Regions from separate parts of the Mus musculus genome. Here regions 2 and 3 are each linked to region 1. The links are chromatin contacts, called in public Hi-C and HiCAR-type maps. All regions are on one chromosome and are shown on one strand. The core of a region is the stretch at or near the end of the contact, and the rest is flanking DNA. Distances in the headings are between cores, read along the strand shown.

Region 1 (4,786 bases), core at 1,115-3,614:
GGGCAGATGCCAGTCTGCCTCATTTGTATCCCAGACTATGCAACACCAAAGAACAATGACTGTCTTTGATAGTAGACATAATATGTGCTTCATAAACTAGGAAATGAGGAATCTTAGCAAGATTGCAGCTGTAAGGAGAGGAACTGGGCTTGATGTAGGGTATGTATAGGAGGTATTAATTCCCGAGAGCTACTGTAACAAAGTACCTGGAGCCACAACACTTAAAAGCCAGAAATTCAGTTCTCACCCTTCTCCGGGCTGGAAATCAAAGTCAGGATGTCTGGGGCGGGGTAGTTCCTTGAGGGCTGGAGGGAGAATCTTTTACAACCTTCTCCTACTTCTGTGGGCAGCTGGTAGTCCTTAGTGTTTGTGTTTGCATCCTTGCCTCTGTCTTCTGGTGACATTTTTTTCTCAAATAGGACTGTTTACTGTTTCTATCCAGCTTCCTTCCTTCCTCCCCCCCCCCCCTTTTTTTTTTTCCAAGACAGGGTTTCTCTGTAGCCCTGGCTGTCCTGGAACTCACTTTGTAGACAAGGCTGGCCTTGAACTCAGAAAGTGTTGGGATTAAAGGCGTGTGCCACCACCCCCAGCTCCTCCTTTTTTAAAAGGATGTCAGTTATACCAGGTTAGAAGTCAGCCCTACCTACCCCAGTTTGACCTCATCTACAATGATTATATCTGCAAGCCCCTAAGGTCAGCTTCAATAGATCCAGTCCATAGCAGGGGCTCAGCTTGGTGGACTGTTTGCTATCTGTTCTTGCCAGGCCATCTCCTGAGTTCTCTAAGTACAGACAAGCTAGGACAGTCATCACCCGAGGTACTTACAGCCTGGAAGAAGGAGCCAGAGGCCAGGACTATGTGTCACTGTGCAGTAAACAGTGTGCAGGGGATCTGAGGATTCAACTGGGCAGACAAGGGTTCTTTTCAAAGGGTCTTTCACCAATAGTGTGTTGAGGGGAGGGTCTCGGAGAAGGTGACAGCCTGCAGAGGGAAGCCAATGACTCAGAGGGGCAGGAATATGGTGTTAAACTGGGCATGGGTGGCACATTGATGTAAGTAACCCTTAGCACTTGTGAGGCTGGAGCATGCCTCAGCTTTGAAGCCAGCCTGGCTATGAACTGAAACCCCTGTCTCAAGCAAAATGAAAAGCTACGTGTTTCTGACTCCAAAATAGTGTCGGAGGATCAACTTCGCAGGAAGGCTTTAGGAGAACCACTTCTGCCTGAATCAGTTCCTGTGCTAAATATCCTGATAAGAAAGCAACTGAGGGGAGAAAGGATGATAGTCCGTCAAGGCAGGAACTGGAAGCGACTGGTCACTTCCCATTCGAGCCTAGCAACAGAAATAAAAGCAAGCGCAAAGGAACTTCCTGCTCCCCTCCATCCTTCTCACTCTTAGACCATCCAGGGTCCATCTCAAGGAAATGGGGCCACCCAAAGTCAGCCTGGGTCTTCCTACTTCAATTAGCCACTTAAGAAAACTCTCACAGGTATGACCTCAGACCAAACAGATCCAGGCAGTTAGCTAGCTTCTCACTGGTGCTCTCTTCCAAGGTAATTTTTAAGTCAAATGGACAGCTATCCGTCCTCAAGAAACCTCACAGTGGTTCTCAACCTGGGGGGAGTCAAAGGACCTTTTCACAGAGGACATCTAAGACTATTAGAAAACACAGATTCATAACAGTAGCAAAATTACAGTTATGAAGTAGCAATAAAAATAATTTTATGATGGGTTCATCATAACATGAGGAACTGTATAAAGGGTCACAACATTAGGAAGGCGGAGAACCACTGCTCTAGAAAGAGAAAATTTTCTGTCCACTAGGTGACCTAAGGGACTACTTCCCTCTAACATTTCCCTTCTCTTCCCCCCTCCCAGCCCCCCTCTCCCTCACACAATCCATAACCCCCCCTCCTTTCCCTCCTTACTCCCCTCCTCCTCTTCCTTTGCTTTCCATTGCTGAATATGGAACTCAGAGCCTGCAGACAAGCTTTGTACCTCTGAGCCCCACCCCCAGTTCCTTTACCTGCCCCCCTCTCACTAATCTATCCCCAGTCCCACTATGCTGGCCTCAGGTCTGGGCTTTTCTCGCCCCAGTAGCAAAACATCAGTGCAGAGTTGGATAAAATGTTTCAACTGCCTAAAAGCATTCCTTTGATTCTTTTTCGTAGCTGTGAATGATGACTCGTTTCACACGTGAAAATAAGTGGCATGTCTACCTGGAAATAGACTGTGCCCTCCCTGCTTAATGGGGTGACTGTCTTAGAACAGGGTGTCAGGTAAAGGCACAGAGCAACAGAGAGTGAAAGGCTGGGCCTGGAACAATCTCAGCTGTAGACAGGGCTCCGTGGCTTTCCCACCAGAATGCCGGTTGCAGCTGTGCTGGGTTAGCCTCCTCCTGAGAATTGTTAACCAAAGTTACTTAGTCACTACTGTAGAGTGAGAAACACAAGGTGTTTTCTGCAGAAATGCAAACGTTTGTTTGGCTCCATCATCAGATCCCGGGTAGGGAGTTAGAGCATAAGAAAGTGAGGTTGGTCTGGTGGACACTGCACATTTTGTTCTGAACTGAACCTTGATCCTTGGGAAAAGTAACAAGTGCTCTTAAGCACCCAGCTGGCTCTGCAGCCCGTTGCATTGGTTACATTTGTGACCCTGGTGGGAGGGAGGCTGAGGACTGGATACATCTGACTTTACCCCCGGGCAGATTTGAGATCCTCTTCACAAAACTAGGACAACAAAGATCATACATGAAAGGTAATACTTAAAGAGATATCACACACAAAATCATATACAGGGTTTGGGGTATAGTTCTGGAGTAGAGCCCCCATGCCTAGTGTAAGGACTGTCTTCTAGACCCAGTACATAAAAACAAAACAGCAGGAAATCTGTGCCGGAGTTACTTGTTTGGTGTGGGGGTGGGGCGTGGATCTGTGTGTATAGGTATGCTTGCTCAGGGAAGGCCAGAGATCTACCTCAGGTGTTGTTTCTCAGCAACAATCCATACTGTCTTTTAAGACAGGCTCTCCTGCTGTGACACATCTGCTAAACTGGCTAGCCACCGAGCCCCAAGAATCTACTTCCCACCTCCCCATGCTGTGGCTCTAAGAGCTTGCTACCATGCCTGGCTTTTATGTGGGTCCTAGGGATCAAATTCAGGCACCCACGTCTTGCCAAAAGAACTAGCTCTCCAAATCTTTATTTTTATTATATGTATTTTTTTCTTAGTATATGTGTGTGTGTATGTGTTTGTGCAGTGTGTGCATCCTGTACTGGACTGAATCCACTCCTTTGCACATGCTACTGAACTATATTGTACCATTTAGAGATATCCCAACCTTTTAAAACACATACACACTCACACACACACACACACACACACACACACAGAGGCGTGTGCGCAGGGATGGGGATCTAAATAGCTAAGTGAATCTCCACCCCTCCACCTCCTACCCCACCCCTGTGGAGCTTGCATTTGCAACCCCCAAGTAGCTGAAATTACAGATCATCGTGCTAGACTGGCAGTATTAATAGACAGTGATGTACGTGTTTCATGTGTTTGTTCGGCTTTTTTTTTTTGGGATTGACTCTAACCATGTAAAGCAGGCTGGCCTCACCCCAGCAGCAGATTCTCCTGCCTCTGTTTCCCCGTGCCTGGATTACAGGTGCGTGCAACCACACCCAGCTGTAAACCATCTCTCTAATAATGTTTCTTTCATTCTAGGGTTGCCTCTTTGTGCGACAACAATTTTGTAATAATATTCCCTGTAGAGACTGGAAAGGAAAAGCAATCTTTTTTCTCAAGTACAAAATAGATCATCTTTTTTTTTGAATAAAATATATACTTTACAAAAATGTTTAGCAATTGAAAAATTTGGGAAAATCCTGCCCCAAGCGTCTTTGCTGGAGATTTCAAGGTCTTCCTGTATGGTGGTTGATCTCAAATACTTTATGTTGCTAACTTTCATTAACATGTTTGTGATAGAAATTTGGGGCTATCTTGATGGAGTCAATATTTCATATTTTGGAAAACAGGCTGGAGACTTATGCCAGGGGAGTGGCCAGGCAGGTCAAAAAAAAAAAAAAAAAAAAAAACCAGCTCTTTTCCTTTATTATTATTTTTTAAATACGGTGTCTCATATAGTCAAGCATGGCTTTGAACTAGCTTGTAGCAGCTGAGGATAGCCTTGAACTCCTGATTCTCTTTCCTCTTCCTTGAGTTCTGGGATTCCAGGTGTGTGGCTAGCAGTCTTGAACTTCTGATCTTCCTGTTTCCAATTCCATAGTATTGAAATTCCAGGCATGCTCCACCAAGACTACCTTGTTTTCTCTTTTTGAAACAGGGTCTTGCTCTCTAGCCCCCACTGGTCTAGAACTTTCAATCCTCTTGCCTGCATCTACCATGTGTTGAAATCCCGGGAATCAGCCATCACACACAGCAAAATTATAAAGCACAGCCAGAAAGAATATATAAACCAGAGGAGTCTATTACTGAGGCCTTTGCAGGAGTGGGTGGAGTTAGAACTCCGAACTCAATTCGTTGGTTCAGTGGAGAATCTACTCTGCTTAAAGGAAAGATTAGCCAACTATTTACAGTCACCTATTTTCTTTCCAATCCTTATTAGAGTGCTTTGAGGAACAGTGTAGTCAGCTCTCCGTGTATGTGTGATGTGCATCAGGGACTCGCTGGACACAAATCGAGAAACAGTCCAAAAACAGAGTTGCTGAGGCTAAATATGTACTACCTGATATCCTAGTCTCTGAACATGTGAGGTCTAACCATTCT
Region 2 (4,786 bases), core at 1,163-3,662, 300 kb before region 1:
TGTAGCTAAATTTGCCTCTTTGAGTGTGAGTTTATGAAGACCATGATTTTGTTCCATTATGCTAACAGTATATTATTAGCATATTAATTGTCCTCTCCTAATTGCTCTCCAGTGCTTTGTTATTTGACTTCCAGCATTTTATTGTGTGATCTGTATGTGAATGAGGGGCAGCAATTAGCTGATTGTCTTGAAGTATTCATATTAAGAGTACTTGAACTTTTAAAGAATTATTAGGAAATCAGTATTATCATTTTTGAACAAAGAGTCAGGAGTCTTTAAGTGGCAACCTCGGTTAGTGTTCTCTTTCCCCAGAATGTTTCCGAATTCTTTTGATTCAGGGTATACTAAAGGAGTGGGAGATGTGGGCATCGAGGCAACTAGTAGTGAGGCTTGATTACTGATTTATATTGAAATTCTTGATTTAAAAACTTAAAGCTCAAGGTTCTGAAGATAACTTGTCTGTTGGCAAGTTTTTACTGCTGGAAACAATATTTGAAGTGATAAAATTGGGAGCAGGGCTTCCTGACAAGTGCTTCAAGCATGCCACTTACATTGCTCCTGGTTTGTATGTTCGTGCAGGTGGAAACTACAAAGGCCATGTGGATGTCCTGGCACCTACCGTTCAAGAGTTGGCTGCCCTTGAAAAGGAAGCACAGACCTCTTTCCTACACCTTGGCTACCTTCCCAACCAGCTGTTCCGAACCTTCTGACGTCATGTAGACAGAGGAGCATTGGAGTCATAAAGTCTGTAGTCTTAACTCTAACCCTCTGGTGCTGCTCTCTGAGCAGCAGTATTTACAATAACCGAGCTATCACGGCTAACTCTCGCATGTCAGGAAACACAGACCTTAGCGATTCTCCATAAAATGGCAGCCCAATGAAAATAAACTTGACAACTATATTTTCATGAAGGCTTGTGTCTTCTTTTAAAGTTATACTTGTTTTTTTTTTTTTTTTTTCTTTTAAGAACACTGTGGGCTTGTGAAATATAGTTTATGGATGTACAAATGTGACCCTGGACCCATATCAAACCCAGACTGAATATCTTTTGAGTGAAATTTTCCACAGGAGTGATGCTACGCTGAAGTGATTTTCAGATATTTCAGGCTGTCTAGGTACATTATGAAGCTGGAGGAGAGCTGTAAAACAAAAGCCAAGGACCTCAAGGTGGTTTGGAAACTAGGAGGGTGCTTGGAAATTCAGTATGGATTGATGACTAATGCTGGTGACAGGGTGTCTCTGAATTTTTTTCAAGAACCTTTCTTTGCAGTTGATTCACAGAAGGACAAAATGACTTTGCTGTGTCTCTGTGTTCGAAAATCAGTTAATTTCTGTCCTTTGATTAAAATAACCTCAAGGAGAAATTTCGAGACATAATTGAATTGCTCTGTGGAGCCTTTGGACTCCTAGGTGAGGAAGTAGTTTCAGGGGTAGATGTGTTCTCTACCTAGAGATTGCCCAAGAGCAATGAAATCGTCCAGCAAAATCTCAAGGGAACACTAATGGGAGCGCCACCGCGGATGCTTCCCTTCCAGACTCTGTACAAAGGGATTTGTCAGTGCCGGTCATTAGTTAACTTGTAGACCAGTTACTTTATAGAGATGTCCTAGGACTGCTCTCGCATCTCTTGGCCATGTGAGGACTGCTCTTTGTAGGTAGAAATGCATGCTTACGTGCATAGTAGCAAATACAGCCCTGAAGTTCAGTACTGAACTTAGCATTGCTTAAATACTAAGAGCCAGAAAGAATCCACCTGAGCTACTGGATGATAGGACTGCAAACAGCTCTGGAATTCCTTGGTTTCATTGTTTGTTCTCTGAACCACCTTTGAACCCAGTAGTGACTGGGCAGCTAAGAGCAACGCTGACGAGCTGAGTGACAGCTGAGGAGTGGTTCAAGTTGCTGTCTAGCTTTGAGCTGTTGCGGGAGAAAGCGTCACGTAAACCGACCCACGGTGGAGGTTTGGGGGATGTACATGTGTGCAGTGTGGAGACCTGACCCAAACTGCTGTCTCTTTTCCCGCCTCCCCACTAATGCTCTCCTAGTGTTTGTGCCAGGGGTAAGCCTATGAGTTGTTCATTAAGCCTGCTTGCCATTGATGACTGAACCTGAGAAATGCTACTGCATCCTTCTTCCCTTTACAAATAGGAACTCCTGAGTCTGCTAGGGTCTCCTTCCCAGCATCCCATCAGTAGGGTATAAGAAGAATGGCTGTCACTTCTGTGCCTCCTCTGCCTTCCCCTCACTCGGCCATGGGAGCAGTACTAGTGAGCCAGTAGATACTATTAGTTTAGTGTGATTCTTGGGAAATGGCAGAAAGACCTGATAAGGGACCTGGCTGACCCTAGGAAATAGCTGCCCACTCTCTGTGAATTGTCTGGTACTGTAACTGGGTCTTATCTGAGCTGCTGCATGGTCAGATCTTGGTCACAGAACTTTGGCGTCTGCCTCAGAGCACTAGAGGCCCTGCAAAGGCTAGAACATGTTAAATATTAACTTGTAAATGGTACTGTTTCTGACTCAGCTTCCTTATTGTCCCTTGTTTTTTCAGTTCTACAGGAGCTGAAATGCTGCTCACAGGTCTGGGTCATTCTTCTCTCTAAACAAATGCTATGGTTTACTCCACTTCAGTGTTCGATGGGTGTGGCTTCGGGCTTTGATTCTGAGGGTCACCCCTGCATAGTGACTGGAGTGGTTTTGTGCTTGAGGAATTGGGATGTATTTCCACTCTTAATAAGCTTGTAACAATCCATTGATAATTTATGTCATAACGCTCCCGCAGTGCTGATGAGCACTGAGGGGAACTTAGAGGCATATGAGCTTCAGTCACTGTGGCCTGGGTGGAATCTGCATGAGCCCATGCTTCAGTATATCAGAGCGCAAGGTCACAGCTTCTCTAAGCTGTGGTTCCTTCATGAAAAGGAAAAGAATGTGCATTATTCAGCAGCCTATCAGGCGTTCTGCGAAAGTTCAGTAGATGAGGGGCACTCGTACCGTATTTCTTGTTATTTACATTATTTCCATTGTCCTTGTACAGTGCTGCAGTGCGTACCTTCTCAGAATGTTGTCTTGAACACTGAATTCAAGACTGAACACTGGATATTTTCCAGGACCAGACCGCCAGTGCCAGATTACTTTCTGAAGGGGTTGTGCTGATTGACAGTCACACTAACAACCCAGGAAGAGCCTTGTGGAATATATTTTATGAATTAAAATAGAACTTGTTGTACTTAAACCTTGCTGTGTGTTTATAGAGTATAGATCAGTGCTAGTGAGAAGCAGATAGGAGGCACTTCCCACTTGACTCTGTACCCTGCTCCTTCCCTGTGACTGCCACCACCCCCACCCTTCCTACCCCCACCCGGCCACTATATTATGGGTTATAAGCTAAATATAAACTAAGATCTAAGCTTGAAGTCGGTCTTTTTTTCTTTTTTCTTTTTTTCCCTTTTCAAGGTAGAACTATGTGGCAATGACTCAGTCTGCCCCAGATTTAAAAAGAAAGAAAAGAATTGGTTCCTGGCCAATTGGAAATGGGTAGAACCATTTCGTCACATTCCTTGCCTTGTTTTGACTTAGAGAAATTATGTGCTTCATTGTCATTTGATAAGATACATTAAATAAATTAAAAAAAAGAGTAAATGCACAAGGAAACCCAGGGTAGATTTCCTTACAGCAATCTTATCGTTTGACTAGATAATGTCATTTTCCAAAGGACTAGTAGCAGTCCCGAAGTGATCTGGTTTCGTGGGAGTGGAGGAGGGACTATTGGAACAAAAATGCAATGGTCCAGGAAGGAAAGGGAGGGATACTAGTTTGCTATTGTGAAGGATGTCTTTCAAGGGAGGAAGAGATGAGGGAACTAAAGGGGGTTCCTGGGGGGTGGGGTGGGGAGGAGGGATGGGATTTATAGGGAGAGAGGGCACTGTAGGGGGTTGGTTCCTTTAAGGGAGGAAAAGATTGAGTATTTTGCTGTCAATTTCTGTTCAGTTGTTTTAGATTCATTTAAAATTCTTTAAAGCCTTAGTTTCTTTGTTTCTGATATTCCACTTCTAGTTAAACTATTGAGAGAAATCTGAAAGATTTTGCAATCTAGGAGGTCTGCAGGACCCAATAAGAGTTACAGACTTCTCTTTAACCTACTCACATCAGAGTCTGTTAGTTCAAGGACAGAACCCAGGACCACTGAGAGAAACACAGAAGTAGCTCTCAGAGCTTTTCTCATGGCAAATTTTTACCCTAAAGATGGCCCAAAGGACATGAGAGCCAGATTCCTTAAATGAAGTGCAGGGTCTGTCTAGACCTTGCCTCCAGGAACTCTGCCGTGACTGCTCTGGATGGAGTAGGCCTTGGGTGTCCCAGGTGATGCTAGCAAGCTGTTTTAAGTGGAGCCTGATCCATCCCTATGCATGCATGCATGCACATGTGCATGAGTGTGCATTCAGGGTTTTGTAGAGAATCTCGGATAGAAACTGATTAGAGGAGGAGAGACTATTACTTGAGTGTTGAAGTAGTGATGGCCATCATGAGTTTGGCTTTTCCTTCCCCACATATTGTGATTCCCTGGCTGCTCGCAGATGTTAGCTGCTTAAAGTCTGACTGGACATAAAGGGAAATTCTGTGTTTAGACAAAGTGGTACTGGACTGGTGGGAACTGATTCTGATCTTTTACTGTGAGGAAATTGTTGTAAAGGGGGCTAGCAAGAAAGCCCTGTAGAAGCCATTTAAAGTTCATGAGATGGCATGCTTAGCCACAGTCAGACTTACAAGCGCTTGCTAAAGAACC
Region 3 (4,786 bases), core at 590-3,089, 270 kb after region 1:
ACCCCTCAGTCCTGGATCACCCCACTTTCCAGCTCAAACCTGCACTCATGTATCACTTAGGAGACATCCTTTCCCAGACAAGGATCCATTTCCCACTATGTAACTTTTTAGGGGTAGAGCTGGAGATCTGAGCTAACCCATAAGACCTGAAATTAGTAGTCACTAATTTCATAATTATTTCATGGGGTGCAAATGATCTGAAGCTTAAAAGGGTCTTCTATGCCCTTTTAACCCTGCTGATGGTGTCTTTCTTTAAAAAAGACGCATTCATTTTTCATTTTCTCTGTGGGGGGTATTTAGCCTGCATGTATGTCTGTGTGTAATATGTGTGCAGTGCCTACAGAGGCCAGGAGAGGGTGTCAGAGCTCTTGTAACTGGAGTTCTAGATGGTTGTGGTCGCTACCACATGGGTGCTGGGAATTGAAACCCTTCTCTGGAAGAACAGCAAATGTTTTAGCTGCTGAGGCATCTCTCCAGCTCCACTCCCCCCCCCCCCCCCTTCACCCTGGAGCTTTAATACTGACTTTAATGAAGCTCCGTGCTGACTCTTCCTGGAAGAGTTGTACTGCTGTGACTCCCTGGAAGCACTCTCTCCCCAAAGCAAGACCCAGCCAGTAGGGCATGAGAGGAAAATGTAGCTCAGGACAGAGCTACAACTACTTTCACAGAGATTCCGGTCCCCCAGGGATAGACTTTGAGTTCGCCATGGTCAGATCCCTCAGCAAAGGGAATGTGACGGAGGCTGGCAGTGGAGGAACACGGTGTTAGAGAATGGTACCAATGGAAAATGGGGTTCAGCAAGAAGAAAGCAGTGGGTGGCTATCAGACAACTCTCGGGACACCCCGAAGTGGCAGTTCCCATTCAGAAAGTAGAATGACTTTGCTGTGCTTTAGGTCTCATCCACACAGCACAGCATCTCTGTGTCAGGGCTCTTCTCTCCCGTGGCTCTGGCCCATCCCTCTACTGTTTGCTGCGAGTCCATTGCTTAGCCTCTCCATCAGTCTTATATTTTTCTCTTTACACATCGGCCCGATGGAGGCGGGAGTCTGCAGATCCCAGAGCCCCTTTTGTCTTCCTCAGATGAGCACAAGAGAGCTAGTGTCTCATATATATTGTTTGTGTGAGTGGATTGGATTTCGAGTGAAGGTACATCCCAGGGTGATACATCCACAGCAGGACAAGCTCCAGTGTCTGAGTGCTTCAGGAGCAAGGGTCCCGTGTGGCTTGCTGGAGGATTGAAGATGTGTTTCTCTGGTTTTCACTCTTCTGAAAAATGAGCAGGAAAAAGCAGTCGTAATGATAGCTGGCCTTCACTGGGCAGTTTCTAGTTGTTGGTTACTATTATACATCCTCCCACCTGTGTCTTATTGTAACTGCCACCATAGTACCTAGAGTCAATTCCTGTGACAGGGAGGATACTGTCATTTGTCCTAGGCCACAGAGCACACATCCCTCCCCCAGCCGAGAGCCAGAGCATGTGATGCTGCCTTCTCTGCGCTTGAAGAGTGCCTGGCCTGGGTGTGGTAACTGCAGGTGCCTGGTTTTTCATTTGTGTCATGGGCCGGTGGGTGTGGGTGCTGGAGGGAGATGCCAGCCCCTTGGGAAGAATATGCAGGAAAACCCTCAGACCACCTGTTAGGAACACCCATCTCGCTAGGCTCCGGGGAGCCAAGATCCCTGCGACACCACCACCCCACCGGAGGAGCTGCTGCAGCCTGGGAGGCTAAGCTCTCAAAGTGCCCGCACCCCCACAGTCAGTTCTCAGCATCAGCTCTGCTCCTGCAAGCTCCTAATTAAGTTAAAAGGGGATCCAGGCCCCTGGGTGCTCCTTTCTCCAGGAAGCATTAGAAAAATGCAGGGAGGGAAAGAAGTTCAAGGTTGGGGTATGTGCTGCCCTTGGTTCTGCTCAGGAATGTCTTAGCTGATTACACGGCTCTCATTTCAACAACACTAGCTTTGTGTCCTGGCTATGGGAAGACTCCTCTCTGTCATTGCTGTCGCCTCTGGAGGGTCACCCTGACAGGGAAAGCGCATCTGGAGAAAAAGTTTCCGCCAGATTTGAAATGCTTTCATGGAGGGGATGGGGTGCTTTCTTCAGGAATTTATGCTTTTTGTGCCCACCCCTTTCTCCTCCTCTTTTCTGGGGGTTAATAGTTATTGTGGGCTCTCCACACTTTAAGCAATCTGGTAGAGTTGTGTGCTCGTGGCTCCCCCTTTAAAATGGCTGAGGGTTCTGAGAGACTTCCAGTGTGGAAGACATAGGCACATCTCCCATGGGCTCTTTCGGTGAAGGACCTGGAAGCTCACTGCACCCTACCACTCCAGCTGTGAGGCTCTGACCATGGGCACAGGCTGGATGTATCCCTTAGCTCTGCACAGCTGGTGAAGTAGATGGATGGCAGCTTGTCCCAAAGACTACACAAAGCCAGGCCGAGCCTTTCTCTCTCTGCTTATCATCAGTCTTTTTTACCTCTCTGGAAATTCCTGTACACACAGCAGAAGGAGTCTTGACATGACTACGTGATCTTCCACCTTGAAAATCACAGTCCACTTGAGAGATTGAACTGGCCGATAGAAGGAAACGTTAGCCTTTTTGTGCTCTGCCAGGGAGGAGGCTCCTGGGAGCAGGGATTCGGAGGTGAATCACAGTGTCAAACATTTATCTAGCTTTGACTTCCATTCCAGCCATGGTACTTAGCCTGTTTTACTTATTCAGTCTTCAGAGGGGTAGCCACTTCTAACTATAGCAGGAAACAGATGCTGAGAAAAGTATCTGAACTCTTCATAAACACTGGTAAGTGGTCAAGGTGCATTCTCAAGCTTGGCTTACCTGACCTTCGGGGTTGGTTTGGTACCGCATGCCCCATGCTACAGAGTACCATCTCCCTACTTCTCCACCACACCACCAGGGAGCATACCATGTCTTGGAGCAGCCATATATGACCAGGCACAGCCATTCAAGGCAAAGGGTCAATATGCTTATAGGGGTGAAAGCTGCCAGCACTGCCATGGCTCAGAAGTGACAACCTTCTCTGTGGGCTGCATAGAATTAGGGTGGAAAACTTAGACCTTTTTTGTTCTTCATCCTGGTCACATCTCTCCTCTTGTGTCTTCACAGCCAACTTCATGACTATACTGGCTAGTTTTGTGTCAACTTGACCCAGCTGGAGTTATCACAGAGAAAGGAGCTTCAGTTGAGGAAATGCCTCCATGAGATCCAGCTGTAAGGCATTTTCTCAATTAGTGATCAAGGGGGAAAGGCCCCTTGTGGGTGGGATCATCTCTGGGCTGATAGTCTTGGATTCTATAAGAGAGCAGGCTGAGCAAGCCAGGTGAGGCAAGCCAGTAAAGAACATCCCTCCATGGCTTCTGCTTCAGCTCCTGCTTTTTGACCTGCTTGAGTTCTAGTCCTGACTTCCTTGGTGGTGAACAGCAGTATGGAAATGTAAGGCAAATAAACCCTTTCCTCTCCAACTTGCTTCTTGGTCATGATATTTGTGTAGGAATCAAAACCTTGACTAAGACAATGACAAACTCCTCTTATCTCCTTGCATTGCTTCCTTCTTCAGGGGTCTTCCCATCTCTTGGTTAGACAGTAAGAGGTTGGATCAATTGCTCAGTTTGTTTCCACTGTATCATCTTCATCTGCAAAGCAGAAGTTGAACCTTCCTTACTCCTTCCTTAGAGTCCTGATGCGGAAGGAGTGGTCACCTGCATGTAGTTGCAGTTAGAGAGCTGTTGAAGGCAGACTTCAGCTAATGGATGACTGTGTTTCTCAGGATAGGAAAACTTGAACACATGCATAAGTAGATAGAAACAGATGAAGGAGAAGTGGTAACTGCAATGTGGAGGAAACTGATAGAGTGAGGGTGGAATGGAGGAGACAGGGGAGAGGATAGCCCTGTTTCTTTACACTCAAATGGAAAGTGAGAGGAACTAAAGCTCTCCAGTCAATTCTAATCATTTGCAGAAGTTAACATTCTATAAAGGCAATATGAATACTGAAATTAGTGACTTTAGGATACACTGCTCCTGAGGAAAATGCAAGCCAAGTTCTGTTGTGAGCTTCTTTTCTCACAACACATTTCTGTCAGCCAATTAAGATATAATTTTATTAGCTGGGCTGTGGTGGCACAAACCTTTGATCTCAGCACTCAGGAGGCAGAGGCAGGTGGATCTCTGTGAGGTCAAGGCCAACCTGGTCTACAAAGTGAGCTCCAGGATAGCCAAAGCTACCCAGAGAAACCCTGTTTTACAAAACAAAACAAAATCCAAAAAGACATATAATTTTATTCGTTGCTTGGTTTGGTCTAAAGACACCATATTTAGTATATATATTGTTGATTCTCTAGCATTGAATTCTGACTGCTATTCCTGCTGCACGGTACTGGCCCAGTACGTGTCAGTTTCTCTGTAAAACACAACGTAGGCAACATCTCTACATTGTTTTTATGAACAATCAAAGAGGAGAAATCACCAATATGAAAATATGAAAAAGCAAAACTCAACACACTACACAATATACAGTCGTTGGGTGACTGCTGAAGCAAAAATGCCAGAATATGGGGTTCATTCTACCATGGGTGTTATGGCTCGGTTTTTTCTACATTCTGCATGTTTAGGAATGATCACAAAAGTGCATCAGTATAGGGTTAGGAATTACAAACCTATTTCAGTGAGTAGCTGAACTTCCAAGCAAAGAAGCTGTGAATGACGAGGGTTGATGGTATTTAGGTCTGTAGCAAGGAGCATGAAAGTCGAGACATTGATTGTGGGAACTGGGGG

Evidence for each region. A called contact is a pair of places that touch in the nucleus more often than the background predicts. HiCAR-type assays count read pairs that join an accessible place to other places.
Region 2: a contact with region 1 is called in a HiCAR-type map of kidney, with 4 times the contacts expected there. The contact joins two enhancer-like sites. A contact is called at or near these places in 1 of 15 datasets of contacts at CTCF or cohesin (the NIH/3T3 cell line), 24 of 484 Hi-C or Micro-C datasets (the AtT-20 cell line, Th1 cells, brain and 14 more), 20 of 115 datasets of contacts at active chromatin or transcription factors (PVALB interneurons, VIP interneurons, astrocytes and 15 more) and 1 of 9 other capture datasets (adipose tissue).
Region 3: a contact with region 1 is called in a Hi-C map of Sertoli cells, with 2.1 times the contacts expected there. The contact joins two enhancer-like sites. A contact is called at or near these places in 1 of 15 datasets of contacts at CTCF or cohesin (large pre-B cells), 1 of 484 Hi-C or Micro-C datasets (Sertoli cells), 15 of 115 datasets of contacts at active chromatin or transcription factors (craniofacial prominence, embryonic basal ganglia, embryonic forebrain and 9 more) and 2 of 9 other capture datasets (adipose tissue and pancreatic islet).

What each region holds. Positions count from the first base shown.
Region 1 is chr12:12,918,534-12,923,319 of GRCm38.p6, reverse strand. No RefSeq gene overlaps it. Among named protein-coding and RNA genes, the nearest start is that of Gm40271, 12 kb to the right of the region's middle. Within about 2 kb of position 2,364, at least 26 of the 459 cell types and tissues checked have an H3K27ac peak or open chromatin away from gene starts, as enhancers often do. A contact at or near this core is called in Sertoli cells and kidney, where this site is marked.
Region 2 is chr12:13,215,422-13,220,207 of GRCm38.p6, reverse strand. It overlaps Ddx1 (DEAD box helicase 1), which reads left to right. Exons shown (of 26, transcript NM_134040.1): 26 at 580-901. The coding sequence ends at 710. Among named protein-coding and RNA genes, the nearest start is that of Ddx1, 31 kb to the left of the region's middle. Within about 2 kb of position 2,412, at least 40 of the 459 cell types and tissues checked have an H3K27ac peak or open chromatin away from gene starts, as enhancers often do. A contact at or near this core is called in kidney, where this site is marked.
Region 3 is chr12:12,649,509-12,654,294 of GRCm38.p6, reverse strand. No RefSeq gene overlaps it. Among named protein-coding and RNA genes, the nearest start is that of Gm34637, 18 kb to the left of the region's middle. Within about 2 kb of position 1,839, at least 9 of the 459 cell types and tissues checked have an H3K27ac peak or open chromatin away from gene starts, as enhancers often do. A contact at or near this core is called in Sertoli cells, where this site is marked.